2 separate regions of the Hordeum vulgare genome follow, and region 1 is linked to region 2. Evidence: chromatin contacts called from public Hi-C data. All regions are on one chromosome and are shown on one strand. The core of a region is the stretch at or near the end of the contact, and the rest is flanking DNA. Distances in the headings are between cores, read along the strand shown.

Region 1 (5,136 bases), core at 974-3,473, 130 kb before region 2:
AGGTGCATATTTTGCCAAGTCCAAAATATCCTGCAAAAATCATATGAGATGTTAGAAAGACAATGTGATTCTTAACTCTTAAGGTCAATTGCATGAAAGCAGAATACAAATAACTTAAGATTAAGTATCTCAATAACAAGCAAGCCAACAAAGCAGGATTGTATGCAAGTGAGTTCAGTGCCAATCCAAATATCAATTATTACTCCCTCCGTCCCATAATATAAGAGTGTTTGTTACACTAGTGTAGATGTTAAATTTATTACGACATGTAAAAAATAAATGAAGAAGCACAACAGAAAAAACTACCACGCCAATATTGTTTGATCATCAAATCCACCCATCCAAATATTTTCAGGTTGGCGGTTACACAAACTAGAATGAAAAGAACTTACATTTTCAGTTATAACTACACTCTATCGTGGTTGATGCTTCATATTAAAAGGTTTCAGCCTGCGAAATATATATTTCTTCTATTGTCCGCTCATGGCTTCAGAGTAGATATCTAACTTTGCTTAAGCACCAAAGAAATAAGAAGTTATAGTTATGTCTAGATTGCAATCGTTACACGTTGTGGAACAGGAAGATTTAATATGCAGGAATTTTATTTAGAATCTGGCATACCTCAATAGAAATTTTACAAATCATAATCATAGAACTAATGATCATACCTGATGAGCAAAAACCCTGGCCATAATGATGTCATTATATCCAGAAAGTACACGAGCAACATCACGGGTCTCCTCACGCTTGCCCATCTGGATATCATCAGGACCTAAATAGACGGCATGCCCACCAAGCAAGAAGAATCCTGTTTCAAATGAAACACGGGTCCTCATTGACGGCTTGGCAAAGACCATTGCCATCGACTTTCCTTTGAACGGTTGGAAGCTCCTGTCTCCTGATTTTATCATTGCCTTAACCTCAATTGCTCGGTTAAGAATCTTCATGATTGTATCTTTGTCAAAATCATTGATATGGAGGAAATCCTTAGGAACCTGTTTGCCTGCAAGAAAATGTAGTGTTGTCAATAAAGTTAGCAAAATTTTGTTACATCTTCAGTAATAAAAGTTTACTCTGATGCACAAAACTTTTGAAATGTACACTAAGTTTCCGTCACTCACATGCTTTCAGGAAGGAAAAAAAAAAGATAAAAGCTAATGAGCAAACCAGTGAATTTCAGAGCTAACATCTTTACCATAAGAAAAACTATTGCTCAATGGTGATCACTGGTGAGGAACGAAGTAGGTGAGCACAACATAACAGTGATGACGGGGACAAGGAAAGCACAGTCTGTGTTTTGCAGTGTCCAACCAGAAAAATCTGTACATTTCTTGTTTGATCACCATATGAATAGTGTGATCTCTCTGCGTGGATTCTCATTACAAATAATTTCTCATCCAGTGTCATATAAAAATGATCACCAGAATTTTGACACAGCTGATGATCAATCATAAGGGGGCTCTTCATTTTATATCAAAAGCTATTTAAGACTTCAAACTTTGCGCGCTGCTAGCAACTACTCCCTCCGTTGCTGAAATGGGTGTATCTTGACACGTTTCAGTGTGTGGATACACTCATTTCAGCGACAGTTGATTCCGGACAGAGGTTGTGCTAACTAGTCCCTGAGGAATCGACATTGGCAGAGGATTGGAAACTGCCCACATTGGGAGCCCTGGAAGCTACTCAAGTTTCACGGCAGGTACCATGTCACAACTGATCATTTCCTGTTTGTCAAAATCAATTTCGAACAAATACAATAACCCCACCAGGACCCTAGTTAATGTGTCCCATAATCAACAAAAGTAATTCAATGCAGGCTTAGAAACCCTAACCATCTTTCCCCGTGGAGGGGACCGCGGCAGGGCTGGACACTGCGGCGGCCGCGACCCCGCGGCGGGCCGCGGAGGCGGAGGATGCGGCGATTGGTCGCGCTGAAGGCGGATGGATGGGGAGCAACTGTGGGCGCCGGGTGGAGGTAGGGGTGGAGAGGACGAGGTGGCCGCCGGAAATCGCCGCTGCAGCCATCGCAAGGAGATGCTTCAGTGACTGTCGGCGACGGAGGGTGGAAAAAGGGGATACCGGAGGCTGGTTGCCACTGGAATCCGGCGGAGGTGGACGGCGCGGCGGCTAGGGCGGCGGCCTGAGTGCGGCGGCTCGTGGCTTCGAGAAAGGTCGGGATGGACGGGCCAGCTGGATCCGGCGAGGGGCGTATGTAGAGAATTCGTTACACTTGCCCTTTCGCATTTTTTAGAAGAATTATTACGTATTTTTAACACGATACGGACACGCGTTCATACATATGCAGTACAATTATCCCTACGCACTCACAGCTCGCCTTTGTGAGCATAGCCTTCGTAGAAGGATGTGAGAACCTCTCTGTCAAGTCTATGACTTGAAATTGATGGGCTTGGAATAGCATTGTCCTTTTAAATATCAACCACATATTGGTTTGTATTTATTATTTTGTTCTGAAAAATTAGTCCATTTTATATGTGATCTCGTATATTTTAGTGAAAACGCTTGACTTAGGATAGGATCGCACGCGAGCATCCGTCGCCTCGTTCATAGGACACTGTCCTGCATGGAGCCCACTCGACATTAGAGGTAACTAGATGACCCGGTTGCGCCAATGGCGCAAGAAGCCAATTAAAAAGAATGTTAGTATTGAGTAACTGGAAATATAATGCAATGTGGATTGTATTATACCATGTATTAACCACAAATCATGAAATCAATACCAGAGAACCAAATAATGTCACCACCTTTGTACTAACAACCAACATTTTAGCATAAGGAGTATCATAGGAGTGTTTACTTGCACATTAGTAGTATCACAATTACAACTAAAGAGGCATTGTCCTCACTGTTGTCCCTGAGTCCATCACAAGAAGAGTTCCAAGCCTCGCAACTTCTTCCTCCAGCTCTCCACATGACCCTCAGTTACGAACCTCACCCCCAGCTATGATTATTTCAAGATGAAATCAACATGCTATTTCTCTCACATGGAACATGTTCAGAATTTAGTCAGTCTCACTAATCTTTCAGCTACAAAGGCAGATAGAAAAATGGCATGATCAGTAACTAAAAAAATGGAACAATAATGCTTGTGGCAGTAAAAAAACCGAGAAAGTGAATTAAGGACAACAGAACAATTATTTGTAACAACGGCAAGCTTGGCTGTTGCAAAATGATCACTCTGAAACTATATCTTTAGAACCAAATTAAAAATAAATAAAATAATCTAATACTCCCTCCGTCCCAAAATAACTGTATCTATTTTGTACAAAAACACCATGTATCTTTAGGACCAATTTTTAGACCATGGTACCACATAAATCAAGAATTAGACATCAGACTGCAATGTATTTATGGTCAGTTACCAATCATGTCACACCAAGGATTTGCACATACAACCTGAAATAACTACAACTAGCTTGAAATCTGAAATTCACCGGATGACAGACAAAAATAATACCACCAAACCTTATTCTTATTGGACGAGCACAAAATTTATAAGAAGATAACACACACAAAATCCTATTTGGTTTGTGGATGCATGCACTTTCTGGATTGTGCACATCAAAGCATGCAAGAACATTCCTAGGAGAGCCATTGTAGCACAACGAAGTAAACAAAAAATCAAAAAAGAGAAGTGAGTTTGTATCATGTAATTTAGTAATGTATGAGGCTATCAGCCCACATCACCATTTATTTTTCAGAGACCAAAGAAAATGACAGAAGTTTCCCTATTCTTTCCTGTACCTTTCTACCAGAATGCTCTCTATTTACGAGCACCACACACACTATTTCCACTTGGCGGCAGGTTGGACACAACAATCCTCGCCGCGAGCTGCAGAAGAACCACACACGCACATACGTCAGGCCAGGAGACACGAACACGGGCGCCGTGAGGGGGGAACGGAACAGACCGGAAGGGGAGAAACAAATCGAAAGAGGGAATGTACGGAGGCATAGTCGGGCTGGGAGGCCCTGAGCGTGGCGGCGGTCTCGGCGGCGAGCTCGTCGAGCTGGCTGGTGGTGACGCCCATGTATACCCCGGCGCAGACCTTCTGAGCTTCTTGAGCCGCGCCGTGATCTTGTCGAAGTGCACCATCTCCGTCCACCCGTCCCGCTTCACGACGTACATCACCGAAAACTAACAAAAACACACTCATGTCCATCATCCAAAGAGGCAATGGTTTTGCCTATTTGTACATCAGAATCAATGATTGAATCATCAACAGATTGGTACATGCAACATGCTTAAATATCATGCAGGAGAAGAATTAACTGCCACATTTATGAATAACTGAACATCATGAATGCCATGCTGCATTTTGTAATGGTAATGATCCAAGATAGTTAAATAGATGGTCATTATTAGGAATGCTCCATAGGATCTAAAGACACGTGTGCATGTTTCTTAAGTATAACTGAACATTATGAATGCCATGCTGCATTTAGCTCTATTAGCTTGACTTGTAGTGATGGGGACACCGCAAAGTTGATCATGTCCTAATAGTCACACACAACAACCTTGTAGAAGATCATGCCCACCCTTGGTCCTTGGAGGGACGTGTGTTGTAGTGGTAACCACATCAGTGAACTTGAAAGGATATACATGTTCCTACATTACATAAATGAAACAATAAGCATTTTCGCAATAGGACTACATCACTGATACATGCTTTAATCATAAAATCAATCTGTAGTGGCATGCCTGAAGAAACAAAAAAAATAGTGCAAGCTATAGGCACGCAACATAGGAAGACTCGCTACAGTAGCCAACCCTCACAACATCTTAAAAGGAAATGGACCGCAACTTTCAAAGCCAAGTCGCAACTGGATGACAAACGAATAAGCATCTCAACAAATCAAACAAGCAACACCAGCCCCACAACCAGGTAGCCTGAGCCTGAAACCAACGCTTCCCTCGAGATTTCTGCATAGAACAAACGATCACAATCCAAGCACCAAAATGCAGGCATGAGCTAACCAATAAAGAAGCACCTCAATTACGCTTCCCAGTATGAAGCACCTCACCTGAACCATGGATGACTATTATACCTTAAACTGCAGTTCATGCAATGCAAAATAATAAGCACTGAAAAGGAAGTAGTTGAAACAACCGAAACA
Region 2 (5,641 bases), core at 1,727-4,226:
GTTCTCCGACCGAGAACACGGTGGGGTTATGTTTGACGTAAGTAGGTGTTCAGGATCACTTAGTGATCAAACTAGTCTTTGGTCGCTCTCATAGACCACCATATGATTACTCTGATCATCGTAAGGTAGCCACCATATATGCTTAGGTTGCTGCAAACCCATACACTTAACCTTCCTCACCTAATAACTTGGCTAGATTCGATACTAGGTCATTCGATTGCTGACTCCCCGTGGCTCACAGATTACTACAAACACCAACAGGTACAGGTGCGCCCGACGCAGGAGATCCTGATGACAACCAGTTGAAGTGGGAGTTCGATGAGGACTCTCGCCGTTTGTACGTGAACTATCCGGAGGACTGAGGCCGTGGTCGTGATCGTGGGGCCATCATGCGGGATGCCATAGTTTTACTTGTTTCATGTTGTCCATAGCGGGACTAAACTATGCTCTGAATAATGTGTGTCTGTAAGCTTAATGCTATACTCTCATCAGATGGCAAGTGTATGCCCTACTTGTCACTCTCTCAGTTATGTAATGTTATGATTATCTCGCTTGCGAAATGTTTAGATGCGTCCCTTTCCCTTTTCGAGGCCTCGCCCCCAAAATAGGAAAGGGCCGCATCTTAGTCGTTACACATGACCTGAGACATTCTCCGGTCAATAAACAATAGCAGGACCTGGATGTCCATATTGGCTCCTATATATTCTACGAAGATCTCTATCGGTTGAACCTCCATGTCAAGGATTTAGTTAATCACGTATGATGTTCCCTTTGTCCTTCGGTATGTTACTTGCCCGAGATTCGACCGTCGGTATCTCCATACCGAGTTCAATCTCGTTACCGGCAAGTATCTTTACTCATTCCGTAATACAAGACCCCGTAACTAACTCCTTAGTCACATTACTTGCAAGGCTTGTTGTGATGTTGTATTACCGAGTGGCCCCCGAGATACCTCTCCGTCACACGGAGTGACAAATCCCAGTCTTGATCCATGCCAACCCAACAGACACCTTTGGAGATACCTGTAGAGCACCTTTATAGTCACCCAGTAACGTTGCGACGTTTGATACACACAAGGTATTCCTCCGGTGTCTGGGAGTTGCATGATCTCATGGTCATAGGAACAGATACATTAACATGCAGAAAAATAGTAGCAATAAACTGACACGATCATATGCTACGTTTATAGTTTGGGTCTTGTCCGTCACATTATTCTTCTAATGATGTGATCCCGTTACCAAGTGACAACACTTGCCTATGGCCAGGAAACCTTGACCATCTTTGATCAACGAGCTAGTCAACTAGAGGCTCACTAGGGACAGTGTGTTGTCTATGTATACACACATGTATTTGAGTTTCCAATCAATACAATTCTAGCATGGATAATAAACGATTATCATAAACAAGGAAATATAATAATAAACAATTTATTATTGCCTATAGGGCATATTTCCAACACGTATGCCAACATTCACGCTCGAGAAATTCTCAAAAGATTTTTTTTCACTTACCACATCTCATAGTGTATTGTTTTCTCCTGTTGTAATGCACGTGCATGTTTCCTAGTTGTACCAATCCTCATAAACGACGTAATGATTATTTTCAATGAATAAAGCTCAACCTTTTCTTTTTCATAAAAAGCGAGATTGCTCGTATGTGTAATTAAACGTGCTAACAGTTTGGACTGAAAGTATAGTTTCGGTTAGTTTTCCTATTGGAATGCTTTTGGATTGGATGAAATAGGCTAATCCCCTTAATCAATTTAGGTTGGTGTGGTGTTTACCTATTATTGGTCTGGACAGAGACTGACTGGTCTCAAATGGTTTCAATCCATGGATGACAGAAGAGCATGTCCACGAGGTTATCAATGAACCCATCCATGAAGGAGTTGCAGTCGAGTGTGAGCATCTGTCCTACCCAATCATCCACTAGAGACCCACAACCTCTTCCTATAGTTGCTCCTGCACGCTGCCACGAGTGCCATACTGTGACCAGAGTATGAAGAGACGTGTGGGGCTCGAGCACGATCTTTTCCCACCTCGGCTACTTCTTCTGCTATTGTGGAGGCACCGCCTCATGGACACCTAGCTTGCATCGGCTACTTTGACTTCTTTTGGTGCTGCTGCCCTGGTGGTCGGGACAGGGACAACCGCCTAGTTCGTCCATAGTCTGTGTGCACGTTTTCATAGTTTGAAACCACACGCTCAAATCATTTATAATGAATATATCGGACTAGTTTGGCTCGAAAACACAAACAACTTGGTTTGGTCTGGATTATAGCACTTATAGTTTGGATTGGTTTGATTTGATAGGTGGACTGGATTTGGTTTGGATTACAAACTATTCCCGGGCTTAATGTAACACTCTCCTCTTTTGTTGGAAGTCAGATATTGCTCTACAAAGTAAACCCCCCTCCTCCGAACTTGCTGAACAAGAATACATGATCATCCGCGAGCGAAAAGACAGACAAGCCGCGTCGGTGGCACGCGGGAGGAAACCCTGCGAAGGCCCGAGACTTGCTGACAAAGACACAAACATATTCTGTTCCCCACGAGGCAGAGGAAAGAAAAGATAACGCACCCGTCCACCCGTCCACAGTCCCACACGGGCACGCGGGGGCCAGCGGTCAGGCCAGCTGCGTTCTATCACGTGGTCAACTGACCTCGCCCACGCGATTCGGTGCGGTGCAGGAGCCAACAGCAGCCCCTCCTGCGCCCGGTCGTTACCCACCCGGACGCAACCGAGCCGAGGAGATCCACCCCCGACCGTGCGTTCCTCCCTGGCGCCCCGCACCAGGCACCACCCAGTCACGATCCCAGCCCTCCCTTTCTTCCCTTCCAAGAATAGAGGAGCCCCGACGCACCCGACCTCCTACCCCCCGCCGCCGCTGACGCCATGGGCCCGCGCGATCCGACGGAGCCGGCAGCCTCCCTGTTCTCTTTCGTGTTCTCCAGGCAGCAGTAGAAGAAAGGGGGCGAAATAAATACCGAAAATCAGCGGCGCTCTTTCTCTCCTCTCCCCTCCCCTTTTCCCTGTCCCTCTCGAGCCCGTGTATTTTAGCATATTTTCCCCTGGGGTTGCCGCCTGGCTGGTCCGTCTCGCGCCGCTTATTTCCCCCCTCCCCTCGTAACTTTCGAAAGGCGAGCGGCGGCGGCGGCGGCGGCGGACGAGGACGACGACGAGGAGCTGCCGCGGGCGCGGGCTAGGGTTTCCTCCGACCAAGCGAGAGGCGCCGCGCGCTTCCCCACCTCCCTCCCCGGCCGGTCGCAGGTGACTATCTCCCGACGAATCTTCTACGCCGCCCGGGTTTGGTTTGGGGATTCGTTGTCTTTCGAGCGGTTGCGGCGCTGCTTCCCGGCCTTGGAAGCGTGGGTGAATCTGGGGTTCTGCTAGGCGGGTTGCGTGGTAGATTTCGTCGGGTTAGGGGTCAAATTTCCGCGGCGGGATTGTTCGATTCGAGGCATGTTTGTCTCGGCGAATTTTTTTATAAATTTGGGCGAGGAGTATTGTGGATTTCTCCTTTATTCCCGTTTCTGGGTGATGATTTGAGCGGCTCGTCTCGTTGGTTTCTTATTAGGCTGCGTATTTTTTCCGAAGGTTAGGGGGTAGGATGTCTACGTGTTTCGTTGCAGATGTTTCCGATTATTTTGGATCGGAATCTCCTAATATTGGCGCCCTATCTCTTGATTCTCTTCTCCCCAAGACGGAAGGGAAGAGGGTTTGATCCATTCTAACCTGCTCTGGTTTTGTCTATTGTGATTCAGGACCTCGTTGACGCGAGCAAGGCAGAATCTACGGTGACCACACCTTCTGATTCCGGCAGCCACGTCCCCATGCCGACCATCACGCACTACGTCTTGGACCCCTTCCTGGAGACCGGCTCCCTTCCCAACCTCCGGAAGCTTGTTCCCAAGCCGCCTCCAGCGGCGCCGCTACCCCCTGAGAAGTCCTCCGAGAAGCCCGTACCTGTGCCGGTGGCTCCTGCCAGGACCAACACCTTGCCAGCGCTCTACTCCACACCTGAGAGCACGCCACTGCCAGACTCGCCGTCGTCGTTCCCTGGAACCTGGTCGCCGTATCTCATCAACCATAAACGTCGGGGGCCTGGCCTGATCAAGACTCCTTCTCAGGGCGATGTCGGAAGTGAGGGTAGCCTGCCGAAGTTTCCCGAGGGGCTACCTGCATTGCCGAAAAGGGCTGAAGCCTTTCAAGTGCAGGAGTCTGAGTTTAGGCTCTCACAAGAGAGTAATGGTGTGGTTGGAGGTAACAATGGTGTTGAGGAGACCTTTGGTGGGCAGAATGAAGGGGTACAGAAAGGCAAGGTGACCCTTTTCGGCCAAGATGAGCAGGATCAGCCCGAGTTCGAGTTTCGGCATGAAAGTCCAGATGCGTTGGTGAGGCCTGTCAATGTTGGAAGGTTTGTCAACAATGGAATGCCAAGAAATGGCGAAAATGATGCCTTCTTTGAGCCTCAGGATTCACAGAGTGTGACTAGTAACTCCGAGGCTGAGGATGCTGGTGGGCAGGGGTGGTGGAAGCCCAGTTCTCCTTATGGGACGTCTGCTGGCACACCTGGTGCAGAATTTTATGATGCATTCGAAGGTACCACTCAGTTCATGCTAACACTATGCTTTGCTCATTTGTTTTTAGCAGAATAGACTCTTGTTTAGATATGTTAGATTGAAGATAGCAATTAGTTTGTGTATATGCTTTGCATCTTTCTTTGAACTGATCTCTCTTGTCGGTTGTTCCTGTTTGCCCGCAGCAATGATTCTTCAGTGAAAACTGGCATCTAAACGCTTATTTAGATATCGTTCGTTGAAGATAGCAATTAGTTTGTGTATATGCTTTGCATCTTTCTTTGAACTGATCTCTCTTGTCGGTTGTTCCTGTTTGCCCGCAGCAATGATTCTTCAGTGAAAACTGGCATCTAAACGCTTATTTAGATATCGTTCGTTGAAGATAGCAATTAGTTTGTGTATATGCTTAGCATCTTGCTTTAAACAATCTGTGGTTGATTGTTCTTGGTTGCCTGTAGCAGCAATTTATATCTGTTATTAGTTGGAAATATAGTGAAACAAATTAGCCAAAAAAAAGGAACTACATAGGATAGAATACTCTCTGTTTAGTTCTCTATATTCCAAAAGCTCGCAAGTCATGTTTCCTATGCAGCTTGCCACTGCAGTTTACTATGATATACTCCCTCCATTCCTAAATATAAGTCTTTCTAGAGATTTTGATACGGACTACATAAGGATGTATATAGACATACTTTAGAATGTAGATTCACTCATTTTGCTCCTTATGTAGTCCGTAGTAGAATCTCTAAAAAGACTTATATTTAGGAACGGACAGAGTATTATTGAACCTACTTCTCCAGTGAATCAGTCCTGGCATATATGTTATTTGCCTTTATTATGCTGATGCAAGACATGTTTCTGATAGCGTTTGCTAAGATGGGCATTCCTAGGTTTCAGGCACTGACTTGGTTCCTAACTTAATGTTATGATGTTTATGTAGCCTATATGCAGGTTTATTGTGTGTTTTCTTCCTGTGGCTGAACTATGATCGTCTCAGTGTTTCTGTATGCCTTACTGCTAGCAAGTATGGCTGAACTATGATTGTCTCAGTGTTTCTGTAT

The links. Hi-C and Micro-C count contacts between places; a contact is called where the count stands out from the background.
Region 1: a contact with region 2 is called in a Hi-C map of seedling, with 7 times the contacts expected there. The contact joins the promoter of LOC123403689 here to the promoter of LOC123402342 in region 2. A contact is called at or near these places in 5 of 6 Hi-C or Micro-C datasets (leaf and seedling) and 1 of 1 datasets of contacts at active chromatin or transcription factors (embryo).

Annotation. Positions count from the first base shown.
Region 1 is chr6H:463,349,857-463,354,992 of MorexV3_pseudomolecules_assembly, reverse strand. LOC123403689 (ornithine carbamoyltransferase, chloroplastic) reads right to left here and starts at 2,223. Exons shown (of 5, transcript XM_045097601.1): 1 at 1,833-2,223; 2 at 669-1,003; 3 at 1-30. The coding sequence starts at 2,025.
Region 2 is chr6H:463,215,675-463,221,315 of MorexV3_pseudomolecules_assembly, reverse strand. LOC123402342 reads left to right here and starts at 2,976. Exons shown (of 4, transcript XM_045096248.1): 1 at 2,976-3,270; 2 at 3,765-4,602. The coding sequence starts at 3,834.